Linked DNA regions of Gossypium arboreum: region 1 is linked to region 2. A link is a contact called in public Hi-C data. All regions are on one chromosome and are shown on one strand. Each heading gives the region's core, a stretch centred on a gene start, on an enhancer-like site or on the middle of the called end of the contact. The rest is flanking DNA. Distances are from core to core; before and after follow the strand shown. Region 1 overlaps LOC108476745 (a long non-coding RNA gene). Region 2 holds the start of LOC108480026.

Region 1 (6,999 bases), core at 979-3,478, 71 kb after region 2:
CTGATTTTGCATGGTGGTATGTTCTTTTGTTATGTCAAAGTGATCTAAGTTTGGCTCTCTCTTTCAATAAAAAAGATGAAATCAGGGAACGAGATTGGTGCAATGTGGTTACATGCCATATGGATTCTGAACAGGCATATGTGTGGCTACTTCAAAGTTTTGTGATTGGTGAGCATATCCTGAGACCATGTCCTGAAAATCCAACGCCTGTGAAGGTTATGCTCTATCAAATTCCTACTATTTTGTATTTTAGTTCCACGAGTTTTATGTATTAATATCTTTTTTCCTGCACCAAAATGTAGTGAATACATTCAGTGCTTTTTCTGAATTTGACTATTTATAGAATATAGACAAGATGGCTGATGTATTCATCTTCATTTAAAACATTAAGCAGCAAATACTTCTGATATTAAACTATTCAAAGATGAGAAACCCTGCTAGAAACTAGTATTTCATGAACTATACGAATTGTGACTGATGGTTTGTTCTATCTGGTTGCAGGCCTGTGCCATCAGCGCTTGTGGTAATTTTGCGGTTCTAGGGACAGCAGGGGGTTGGATTGAGAGATTCAATCTCCAATCTGGAATAAGTCAAGGTAGTTATGTGGACACGCCAAAAGGAAGTGCTCATGATGGGGAGTCTGCTGCTGAAGGGGCAATAAGGGAAACATAGGAAGAGGCAGGTGTTGAAGTGGAAGTCATTTCCCCTTTTGCACAACTGGATATTCCCCTTATTGGACAAGTTAGAATAAGCATCCTTAATTTACTTCTGTATCTCATGTACATTTATGTAAGATGTTTATGTATCTAACATCGCTCTGTCTTTTTTGGAGCAGACATATGTAATCTTCTTGGCAAAGCTGAAGAAGCCCCAATTTTCACCAGGACCAGAATCATCCGAGTGCTGTCTCTTTGAATTGGAAGACATTCCCTTTGGTTCTTTGGCATTTTCTTCCATTTTTGTTACTTTGAATTTGGTATGAGCTTTTTGTTTTTCTTTCTTTCCATAAATGTAAATGTGCTTAAAATTTATCTAAAAATTCTCATCGACATAAATTTTCATAAATTGTATTATCTCTCTGTTGTTGGTAGATTGCCCATTTATTTAAACATAATATTTAAATTTTAAATTTAAACTCATCAATTTTTATATTTAGTTTTAAAGTTAAAATTTTAATAGAAAATTTAATTTAATTAATATTTTTTATTTATCCTTAAAAGTATATAGTTTAAAGTTTCAAAAATAAAATATAATATAGAAAATAAATATTATTTAATAAAAATATATTTTTTTAAAGGTTATGTTCTTTAGTGGCGTTTGTGGGAAAAGCGCCACTAAAGGTTTGTTTTGTAGCGGCGTTTGTAAAAAAAGTGTCGCTAAAGGTCATGGTTTTTAGTGTCATTTGTAAAAAAAGTACCGTTAAAGGTCATGGTCTTTAGCGGCGTTTTTTTAAATAAATGCCGCAAAATTTTGTGGCGTCTTCTGTAATGGCGCTTGTGAAAACGCCGCTAATAGTTTTAGTGGCGCTTTAAAAGTCAAAAAACGCCGCTAAAAGTCTGTTCTCATGTAGTGCAGAGAAGATGGGAGGATCAATCATCCTTGCAAGTTGGCCATCCGCTCCTAGACTTGTCATTGGGCAGAACCATCTGGCTCGCTCGAAAAGTGGGAGGGTTTGGACAAAAATATAAGCCCCAAAAATGGGCTTGGGCACAAAATAAGGCCCAATTAGAAAATGGGCTATGCCTCGGGTAAGGTTTTTTTGGCCTGAGCCCAACCTGAATTTGCAAAAAAAAAGCTATTGTTTTATTGTGGTTTTCCTACTATTTTCTCACTGTTTTGTTTCCCTACAAAAATACATTTTATTGTTATTATTTAGATATTATACTTATTTTATTGTTAATTTTGCTACTAGTTTAAAGGCATTTGTTTGTTAAGTTGCACATATGTTAGTGTTATTTAAGTATAATTATTTAATTTATTTTCAATTTGTTAAGAAACAAATATTTTAATATTTTTAGTATTTTTATGTATTATATTTTTAAATTTTTATATAAAAAATTAAATAAAATTTCAATACAAAGTAAATTTGAGTTTAAGTTTTAGCATTTTTATCCGAGTTGAGCTTGAGAAAAAATTTATGCCCATTTTTCGGGCTAGGCCCTGGCCTATCAATCGGGCCTAGAATTTTGTTAGGTCTTGACCTGACCCATGGACAACTCTCAGAAGGTCTTCATCCACCATCAAGCCATCTGTTCTTGACGGAAGCCTCTCCCCAATAGGACACCCACTCTTCTGTTTAGAATGTGACTTTTTAAGTCACCAAACTCTACGTGGGCCTAACTACTTTACACCACGGTTCAGAAAAAATTACAAAATATATCCCCTTAGAGATATCTTTCCTATGCATTTCACAATGATAACATGATAGTAAATTCATCACGTTAGTACCACCAAACATGAAATTTCTTTTGGATATACCCCTTCACACAATAAATAAGAGATCGACTCTCAAGCATAAATAACCATCTTATTGCCCTCAGCATCCCCCGACTCTCCACTCTATATGGGTAAATTGACCTTCATCAAAACCACCACCACCACATTCACTTCATGTCTACTGTTATAGATACCCAACATCAACATGTGATTTGATTAATTTCTAATGCTTTTCGTAAGAGAGGAATTAGAGAGGAAAAGAAAATAAAGAAACAATAAAGGAAAAGAAATAAAAACAGTAGTAAAAGAATATGCTGGCCCATAAGACATGACAACCACAAAGGGGATAAAAGAAAAATAGTAAATAGCTGTCTCTTTGTAATCTGGTGCTGAATGTGAGGGAAATTTCGAGGTTTCAAATGTGTAGGTCTTGTTAGTTGTTAGCATCAAATATATCATAAAATATAAAGATAAATAAAATAACAAGTAGTATAATATTTGGTTACTAACCGGTATCTAAAATAAAATGAAGATGGTTGAGTGCAGTGAGCAGTGATGGTGTGAGTGTTTTGGATAAGGGAGTGAGACCAATGTTACTGCCTTTCCTCACACCACATGCCTTTGCTTCTCAACACCACGCCTTCTTTATCTGAAAAACAACAACAACACGCTTTACCTTCCAAACTCTGTCGGCTGGTTTTACTAAATGCTTTAATTGTATGATTCTTTTTATATAAGGTTTTTTTTTATTCAATTATACGTACCAATTTTTTTATTATAGTACATAACAATATGTGTTATGAATATTTTATTAAGTGGATGTCCATCATGATCAATATAAAATTTTAATGTACTTCAAATTTTAATAGTTATTAAATTAGATCTCTACTTCTTTTATATTTTTATGCCTATAAATAGATACATTCTCTATTGCTTTCATATTTTCTTTATTTTCTCCATCTTTTTTATTTTATAACATAATGAATAAATTATAATATTTTTTTTACAATTTTAGTTTAAAATTGTTATCAAGTTACATTTCAACAACACAAAAGATTCAATTTTAACTGGTTGGTTATTTTTAATAAATTTCGTTTATAATTTTTAAGATTTTTTCAAAATAATTTTAAAATTTAAAATGATTTAATTGATTTTTATGACTTTTTAACCCTTTAACTTTATTAGTTTCAAAAATTATAATTTACATCCAACAAAAAAAGTAAAGATCATATTAGATAAATATGTAAAAGTTATAGAATAAATTTATTATATATTTTATATAAACACTAAAATAAATATTTATTTTACTTATTCCTCTATCGTACTGAAATTAATATAATTATTTTTTAATAAACGAGCTAAAATGCAAGGTTTTGTACTTTTGTGAGCAGATTGAAGGTCAAAAAAGTAGATCCTGCATTGCGCCCGCTTTCCTCCTGCAATCTCTATTATGGTCAGGATATTATTTTTCTTAATCATATGCTGGAAGTTTGAGCTGCCAAGTTATGGTTGCTGCAGAACCAACATATAAGCAATGTGTAGGAGGGATGGGGGCCTCACGAATTTGAAAAATGAGCTAATTACATATATATAACTGGACGATGGACCGATTCTGATTTGACTTGGTATCCACCACTAAGCTAGCTGCAATTCTATTATTATCTCTCTTTTAATTTTTTTCTTTTCTTTTTTTTTATATTTATAATTTATGATTATTTTTCTCAATAATTTCATCTTCAATATTTAAATTTATATTTTTTAAAGTATAATGTATTTTATCATAACACTCATCACTTGTTGATATTTGTCTTTATTATATAATACTATCACTTATTGATTGATTGTCTTTTATTATATATAACTGTTCAATTTCTTTTGAATGATATTTTAAATGTAATTACATGTTAAATTAGCCAAATATGTTGATTCTTTTTAATTAGTCAAATAGGTTTTTTTTTTTTTTTTTTTTTTTTTTTTACATTTAGGGAAATAAGCTGATTTTAGAGAGGGTGTGTGAAAGTGAGCCCAGCTCCTCGGCCTCCTATTTTGTAAGTGTTTTTAGAGCTAATGTAACGTCCCCTTTACCCGAGACCGTCGCCGGAGTCGAACACGAGGCATTACTAAACTTATTTGAGCACTTAAACAAATTCAAACAATTTATATCACACTTTCCAGACAAGTTGTCCAACTGCGTTACAGACGCAAAAAAAATCATATCTCGAGTTACAAAACTCAAAATCCAAATCCATAAAATTTCCCCAAATCTAGGCTCATATATCTACTTACTAATTTTTTTCTAGAATTTTTGGTTGGGCCAATTAGTACAGTTTATTAGTTGAAGTCTCCCCTGTTTTAGGGTTTGGCTACTCTGACCCCTGTACACTACGAACCAAATTTCTCCATGTACAGAATTCAAATAACCAAGAAGATTATTTCTCTTAAAAATAGACTCAATAAGGAATCCATACATATATAGTATGACTCCTAAATATTTTTGTATAATTTTTAATGATTTTTACAAATCAGAACAGGGGAGTTCAAAATCACTCTGACCTTGTCTCACAAAAATTCAAATATCTCCTGATATGAAAGCCTTTTGCTTACACCGTTTCTTCTACGTGAAACTAGATTCAATAAGATTTAATTTCATATTTTATTCAACCTATAATGATATTTTCATAATTTATGGTGAATTTTCAAAGTCAAACTACTGCTACTAACCAAAAACTGTTTTAGTACAAAATGTTGACATCTTTACTTCATTTCATTTAAACTCTATACATGCCATATAAATCTTCAAACATAAAACAAAAGCTACCGAAATTGATCTGGATAGCGTGCTTTGTTGTGTTGATCCGATCTACCAACTTCACTTCAATTCAATCTACATAAAAATATCAAACACGCACAAGTAAGCTTATTGAAGCTTAGTAAGTTCATAGGTTTAAAAGTAATGCTTACCAAACATAATATTTCCAAACAATACCAAAACATTTACTAAAGTTTCCTGCGATTCACAACCATTGTTATAATAATTCACATAGTTGAGCTCAACAGTAACAACTACTCAATCTCTTTCATTTGGATCACTTCTCTTTTATTTCTTATAATCAAATTAGGAAACGGTTTACGAAATTGAGTACGTCGTTGTTCAGTGCCACGATTCATAACTCAGTATGGTTTTCCTCATTGAAATACCATACCTACATTTTACAACTCGGTATGGGCAATGCCATACCTACATTTCTTAACTCAGTATGGATTTGATAATACCATACCTACATATCACAACTTAGTATGGATGATACCATACCTACATATCACAACTCAGTATGGATGATACCATACCTACATTTCACACTTTGCCATGGAACAACCATGGTCTTATCCGTCAATTCATCACATGTCACGATACGAACGTACTCAAACCTGCGTTTTTCCTAATTTGCATTTCCACATTTATTCTTTCATTAATAAAATTTACACAATCCCATAACAAATTCATATATAATAACACATTACTTCAATCATTCACAAATAAACATCTAAATTCAACCATATGCACTTACCCGGCTAATTTGTAGAAGATATTGAAATTTAGGGACTATTCCGCAACTTTTTCTTTTCCTCATTCTTCTTTGGATTCTTGATCTATAATATAAAATATTTCTACTCATTAGCATTTATTTGATTTCTATTTCACTTCACAATTTATGCTGTTCAAATTTCGAAATTACACTTTTACCCCAAAATTTCTGATTTTCACAATTTAGTCCTGCTCAATTCACCCATCAATTGAACTGATTTTTCTCAATTAACACTTTATTTTATCATTATAAACTATTTCAAAACCTTTTATATTCGGAATTTCAACAGAAACCTTCAATTCACAACTTTTTCACAATTAGGTCCTAAATATCATTTCCTATCAAAATCACTTAATAAAACCACCTTAATATGAAATTAGAACTTAAAGTTCATAATAATTCATCATAAAATTCCCTTATCCATCCAGGTTAACTTCCAGTTTCACCCATAAAATAAAAAAATAATGAATTCTATAAGTGGACCTAATTGTAAAAGTCATAAAAACATAAAAATTATCAAGAAAAAAGCAAGAATTAAACTCACATGATGTAAAAATATGAAAAAAAAGCTTTCTCTAGACCTTCTATGGCGTTTTGGCTAAGAAAATATGAAGAAATGTCTAGATTTTTCAATTACATCATTATTTAACTATTAACTTTTATACTATTTCTAATTTTGCCCCTTGTTCACATTGTTTTCTTGCTTATTTCATACCCAAACCGTCCAGCCATTAACCTTTGGGTCTAATTGATCTTTAACTCCATCTTTTTAAATACTTAAGCTATTTACTCACAATTTAACAAATTTTGCGCTATTTTCAATTTAGTCCTTTTTAATTAATTAGCTATCCAAACGTTAAAATTTTCTAACAAAACTTTAATACTAACTCAATGACACTCCATAAATATTTATAAAAATATTTATAGCTCGATTTTCAATTTTGAGGTCTCGATACCTCGTTTTTGACCCGTTTGA
Region 2 (7,249 bases), core at 3,292-5,791:
ACTCAATTATGAGCAAGAGAAACCAAGAAAACAGAAAACCTGCAGTAACCATGGTATTCAGTACAGTTTTTATGGAAACTGATTTGGGTTACGATTGGAGGTATTTGGTTCAGTTAAGTTTTCTATTCAAGTTCAAGCCAAACTGAATTTTATTTTTACTTTCAATATATTTAAATTTTTATGATATGAAAATCAATAATTTACATCTAAGTTACTGAAGAAAAAAAACTTAAAAGCATTATATAAAAAATATAACTTTTTTTAATTTAAAAAAAATGAAACAATCCAAACCGATTTTGACTTGGGTAGATTAGTTATCAACTGTATTTGATTCAATTTCAGTTCCAGAATACCACACCCAACCAGCAAATTCCTTTTCTAAAACAAAACTGTATCTTATCACTTTCAGGTGAGAATATCATGCTATTGTTGCATGAATTGTCAATAGGGCCAAAGACAAGATTTGAAGTTGAGTTCTTTCTTTTCCTTTTTGTAGTTCAGATTTTAGTTATTTATGTTAGTTGAAAATAATATACAAAATAAAAGAAACAGTCTTGCAGGAAAGTCAAAAAAAAAGGAAAAAATAAAAGTTAAGGTTCAATAAAAAAAAGTACATATATCGGTGCGTTGGAGTGCTTGGCACCATTGCTAGCATATGATTTTGTCAACAGAGGAATCTGGCTTCAATTTCCTCATTGTGAAAGTTATAACTAATAAGAAAATATTCAAAAGTAATAAGCAAACCATGAAAACAAACCGAATTTTGTAAAAGTTATGAGAGAAATCAAGTATGATATTTTAGGAAAAAACAATTCTATGAAAAGTGAAAAAAAAACATTTATACAAGGAAATACTGATAATACTCTTTTCTTTTTTTTCTTCTTTATGGATAACAAAACACACAAGAATTAAGTGGAAAGTTGAAAAGCTTCAACTTAGAACTTATAAAAATGTTACGGGGGCCAAGAATAGAAATAAATAAAAATAAAAGACTTGGAGTTAAATTATGATTTTCAAGAAATTTAAAAGAGAGGAGAAGGGGGTGGCCGATTAAAAATAAGTAAATAATCAAAAAATGGGGATCATGCACATGTGAGATTTCATGCATGGGCGGATTAAAAATAAAGTGACCAATCAAAACATGAGGATCACGCATAGGAAGCTATTCAGACAGTGAAAATGCATGCCAAGTAATGATACAAAGTATAACAACTTGCCTTAAATCCACGGATTTCATTGTTTAGTTGAGAGACTAGCTTATGGAAAAGTTTGATTGGATTTGAAGTACTATCAGTGTCCTGCATAAGACATGCATTGTATACATATATGTAAGAATATGAGCTTGAACCAATCACATAACTCTTGTAACTTCAATTCACCATTAGATCTAAACAAGGAAACTAATATAACAAGCTTTGCCAGCCATACTTTTGCCATAGTGCCAAAAAGTCGCAGTTTACTCGTACAAGAGTCAAGGGAAACCTTACAATGCTTGAGTCAGCAAATGGGCTTCTCTCAAATTACAACAGCAACTACTATCTAGTATTTCATGGTTCAAACATCATGGCAATATAAAAAGGATACATGTTGACCTAGGGAACTCAAAAGAACATTGAAAGGGATGAAACAAAGAAGATGAATTTGTGATTGAAAATTCATCTCACAATGTGTGGGTTTAGTCCAACATTATGTTGGATTTATCCAATTATTTGCTGGTCCATTGGTTAATTTCTTATATGGATGTAATAATTGGCATTAATTGTAACTACTCTTAATGTACTTCTATACATGTAACTTCATAAAAATTAAGAATAAAAAGGAAACTACTGTAACTGGATAGAACTTAAAAATAATACCATGAGTGAAGCTTTAGGGTGACTCAGAAGCCTTGCAAAAGACGTGTGAAGAATAGCCTCATCATACTGCAAAAGTAAGCAAAAACGTTCCATTTTAAAATAAAAAACATTTCCTTTACAGTCACATAAATACTTATTATTGTCAAACAAGACAGAGATCCTAAAAATGATGCCAAAACCATCAAATAAGAATTAACAGGCCAAGATATTACCATAAAAAAGTATAGCCCTTATATTAGCAATGTTGCCATTTCTTTCTTTCTTCTTTATTTTTGAAAGACACGATGTTGCCATTTGAATATTACTAGTTTAGTCAAAATTAAGTTTTTCATAAGGATCTTACAAGTTGCTTCTCTGGTGCTCGTGCAAGTGCTGTTCTCAATTTAGCACGAATGCTTACGGGATCCGTTCCAGAAATTACCTACAGAAAAATAAAAATGTTATCTGGCACTAAAAAGAATAAAAATCCTTTCTTCCCTTTTTCGACAGCTCATTTAGGAAACAGGAGACTACAAGTGAAGGACTAACCTGCCAGCAGCCAAGAAGCACACCAGTCGAAGTTAAAACTACCCTGTCTAAGACGATTTGTAAAGGGCATAGCCCCTCTGCAACAGCTTTAGCAGCAGCTGCTTCAGCTTCAATCTGACAAAAGAAAAGAGGCTTCAAAAATCGAACCCAACATCTAACAAGCAGAAAAAAGAGGTACCAAAATAGCTATAACAGGCAAGTTACCTCAATTTCAGAGGCGGGAACAGGTGCAATATGATGCGATGCGTGGAACATACTGAAATGGTACAAGCTTGAGTTCTGAAACCAGATCGCTAACCAAAATATATAAGCAAGCGAACACATGAGAATAAATGCAGAAAAAGCAAAAGTTATCAATTAACTAAAGGAATAAATGATAACTTATCTAAACTACTCTCGTTATTAAAAGAAGTATCAAATCAGTTAAATAGATAACAGAAAAATGTGGAAGAAACAGCAACACAAAAATATACTTCTTTACAACAGATTACCTTTGTCAAAGTATGGATCAAATACTTGCTTTACAGCCTTCCTGTGACAAACAAAGCATGCATCAGAGTATAATGTAAGGGCTAACCCCTCCCTCAACCCACAAAAAGGGCTTAGCATAACATGGAAATATTAAATAGAAGTCCCCTTTAATTATCTCGAAGTCCTATAGATTATAAAGCCAGCTTCAACTCTTAAAAATTTTGCTAAAACAGCATGATGGGAAATCACACTTAACTAAGATCAGATCAAAGTTATTAGTGCAGGCATTTTACTTCTGGGGTCAATATTCTGATAAGAAACAAGTAGGTCAAAAATTTAATAAAAACAACAAATGGAAAAAAACATTCCAATGAAAACAAAATTTTACGAGATGGGCACTGAGTATTCTGTGCTCATATACAAGACGTTGGCCCGTACAGGAGGATGTGCTGCCTGAAATGAGAAGGAAAGCCATTATTAACCGCTTGTACAGAAGGATTGATTATAGCTCGGTTGACTCATATATTACCTTAAGTACAGGTGTTACAAATCCATCTTTCAAAGTAAAGAGATCTGAAAGTGACAGCGATTGAGAAGTTTCACCATGTTTAAGAAAAGCTGCTCCATGCTGGTCCAAATCCCTTTCCATTTTATCATACAATGTTGATCTTCGATTGCTATTTGCCATAGCAGACTCTGATAAAAATATCCCTAACAAAGTTAACACACTAAAGTCCAAGTATGCAAAGCTTGCCTGAATTTGTGCAAAGCTCCGATTTAAAAAGAAGTCCAAGTATGCAAAGCTTGCCTGAATTTGTGCAAAGCTCCGATTTAAAAAGAAGAAAAGAAAAAAAAAAAAAGGGCTATCAATTTAATTTTTTATCAATAATTTGATAAAAGAATATTACAAAATGAGAATTTTTAATAATAAGGCAAGCATGATGAACTAACACCACGAATTCACAAATGGCAACATTATGTTCTACGGATCTCAAACCTAAAACCATCAAAATTAAGTGGTGTCAGGTAGCTCAAACAGTCATCCAAAAGAGTTCAACCTTTAAATACATATCATAAAAGCAATATTAAGTAAACGGGAAGACTGTAAATCAATAAACACACACACACACAACATTTACACTCAAAATCCGGAATCCTAGCAAGAAAAGGCGAAGTTTCATCAAATCCCAGCAACAAAAAACATAAACCCAGGACAATTTTAAAGTTCATATGAAAAATTAGGACATCATGATAAACAACTAAACTTCTCGTTTGTTATTTTAAAGCTAAAATGCGATTAGATCTTAAAATTCATCATATTTTCAACCTTAATTACCAAGAAAATTTGATAGAAGAAGAAAGAGTACCTGAAGAAGGAAGGGAAGAAAGAGAAGTGGAATTTCGGAGAGCCAATTGGAAGAGAAAGAAGAACAAAGCAAGAGAAGAGAACCATATAACAGCTACAGTTTTGGAATGGCTCCACCAATTTCTAACTCTACCCATCACCATTCTTTTGCTTCTGTTTCGAGGTCTTCCTTAAAATAGAAGCTACGAATGTCGACGTTTGGTACAGGCCAATTTTTTCCTGCCCCGACTTCCACCCGACGGTTAAAATATTTTAATGCTTACTTTGGCCCCCAAACTATACATGTTTTCTCATTTTCCTACCTAAAACTCTCTTTTTTCTCGAACTTTTCTAGTTATTCAGTTCAATCATTTTGTAACCGTGTTAAAAACTGATGGGTAAATTGCACTTGTCATTTTTTTTGTCATTTAATTATGAAAAGTTATAAAATCGTCACTCAATTATTTAATTTTATCTTTTTAGTCACCTAACTATCTTGGATGTTTGAGTGTTTTCATTTTTATGTTAGCAAGTTGGAGACCAAAAAGGAAAAATAGAATAGTTAAGTGACTATTTTGTAATTTTTCATGTTGGGGTGACCAAAAAAGAAAAATTATTAATAGTTAAGTGATTATTTTGTAATTTTTCATAGTTGAGTAACTAAAAAAAACATAAGTGGATGACCTTTACCGCAGTTTACCAAAACCATTTGACATATTGTGTCAATCAAAACATGGCACCTGACACCTTAGTCAATTAAAATGTGTCTCATGGCATTCATGTTTATTAAAATTAAAAAAATATTTTTAAATCAAAATAAAAAATAGGAAAAGAATATTTAAAATTTTAAAATATTCATTTTACTTTGACTTGTGTTGACTAGGCATTGACCAATGTTGACTAACTTTCATTTCAATTTTTATATTTTAAATTTTCATAATTTTAACAAAATATATATTTTCTTTTGCAGTTTTTAAAAGTTATTAGGAATTTTCTAAAATTATATTTTTATTTTAAGTTTTAAATTTTAAATTTTTTATTTTTAAATTATTAAAAATTATATTTTTATATTACTTGCAACCTATAACGAGTTAGATTATTTATGCGATTGGAAGATCCGAATGTTAATGAATTAGTAATTGAAAGAGAGTTAAAACTTGATTTACAAAAGATGCTTGTGGTTTAGTGCTCTTAATTTGAGCACATGCTAGGGCTGAGCCAAAAACCCAATCAAATAGAGAAATTAAGTTGAATCAGAAATTCAGTTTGACTCGATTTAAGTTTTTTTTTATAGTTTGTTTAGTTTCAAATAGATGATATCATCAAACCACAACAATTTAGTTCGATTTCAGTTTATTCCATTAAACATCAAAAATTCAAAAAAAATTAATTAAAAATTCCAATAAAGCCTAATATTTTTCTTGAACATATAAGCCCAATATATTATCAAACAATTTACCAAACCTGCAGAAAGAAAACTAAACTAGAGAAGAAGGAATTAAAACCAGAATACAAAAACTAAACTAAAGAAGAATGAACTAAAATCTGAATACAAAAAGTAGTTTACTTGTTTTATTGATTCAGCTTTAATATCTCAAGATGAGACGAGCTATGTATTTATACAGCAAAGTTAGTAGCTGCAAATACTAATTAGCATTAACAAGAACCTATACTTTCTTTGCAACTGACTAAGAGAATAACAGTCGACTGAGTCAATTGACCCGATTAGAAAAACACACCTATTTACTTTTCTTTAAAGAAAAGAACATTATCTTTATGGTGGGTACCCCTTTAATCAAAGTGGTATTCCCTTAGTTCAAGACCATTTTTATTGAAAGCGTCATTTAAATAAAAACTCGTTGCATTAATGATGCACAAAATAAACCTTTGGTGGCCACTTAATTAACATTAATAAGTCAAAATAGCATTAGGTCATCAAAGCTTCCATTCAATATTCAATGTCTTCAAAATATCGTTTAATAAAGATTAAAATTTTAAATTGGCAATTTCTAACAATTGGCTTAACACTCCCAACAAATACATGTTACTCCTGAAATTAAGAAGGCTCGCAAATCGTCACAAATCTGGTTGTATCCATTCGATCATCTCGTTTAACCTAAGAACCTAAAAATAAGAAGAAATTGGGTAAGTTTGTAAGAACTTAGTGAGTTCCTAAGAAGAACGATCTCACCTTAATTACTATCAGACATTAAAAACAAAAGAACTTGACTAGTTCTCCCTATTTGGCGGATACATTACCCTGGCCTACAGATGATACCGCAAATCAACTCAGCCTATTGGCGAACAACACCGGTTTCTATACTCATATATGACAATCATGGGCACATCTGCTCCGCGAACACGCCACTTGTGTGGACTACCATTTTTGATAGATAGACTTACTGTTCATGCTTTCATGCAACATGCAATACCATATGCACCCTTTTTCTATGCAGCCCTTCCTTATGCTAGCTTCTGATCTTAGTTCTCGAAGAACAAAAATTTTCCTATATCTTCAAATCTGCTCGTCTGAGCCATATAATAACAGCACTTCTATATCCTCCTAACTCTTTTCCTTGTATAAACACATAAGTGTTCTCCTACAAGGTTGGGTTTTCACCAATCACGGCTTATATCTAAGTGCCATACCGGAGGCAAAATGCATTTTCTTGTACAACATCCCTCCTGTACCTCCTCACACCTAATTGGATACGAAGCTTATGCACCAAGGAAGGAGTACTCATACTATATATATACCAGGTTTTCTAGGCCTGTTTAACTGTGTTTAACCATACATGCACTGACTCTTTGAATGAAACTCCTCAAACATGAACTTCAAAAATAATTAAACAAATAACTAAGCCACATACTTGGCTATATGAAGTTTAAAGGTAAGCAAACTAACACAGATACCGAACACAAAGTACAGAGGAACTCACCAAAATACTTTACTCAGAGCTTTATCTACTCTACCGGTTCTTTTTATTTAGCACTGATACCTTCTCCTGTTACTTTAGCTAAATAACAACTTCTTTAATCATCGAAAATA

Evidence for each region. Hi-C and Micro-C count contacts between places; a contact is called where the count stands out from the background.
Region 1: a contact with region 2 is called in a Hi-C map of leaf, with 3 times the contacts expected there. The contact joins the enhancer-like site here to the promoter of LOC108480026 in region 2. A contact is called at or near these places in 2 of 5 Hi-C or Micro-C datasets (both in leaf).

The regions. Positions count from the first base shown.
Region 1 is chr12:107,973,688-107,980,686 of ASM2569848v2, forward strand. LOC108476745 (a long non-coding RNA gene) reads left to right here. Exons shown (of 9, transcript XR_008276294.1): 7 at 76-215; 8 at 502-741; 9 at 836-1,135. Among protein-coding and RNA genes, the nearest start is that of LOC108476745, 7.0 kb to the left of the region's middle. Within about 2 kb of position 2,229, at least 1 of the 2 cell types and tissues checked has an H3K27ac peak or open chromatin away from gene starts, as enhancers often do. A contact at or near this core is called in leaf, where this site is marked.
Region 2 is chr12:107,900,087-107,907,335 of ASM2569848v2, forward strand. LOC108480026 reads right to left here and starts at 4,542. Exons shown (of 10, transcript XM_017782925.2): 1 at 4,223-4,542; 2 at 3,385-3,551; 3 at 3,244-3,308; 4 at 2,876-2,916; 5 at 2,589-2,677; 6 at 2,385-2,498; 7 at 2,200-2,277; 8 at 1,857-1,922; 9 at 1,218-1,298. The coding sequence starts at 4,364.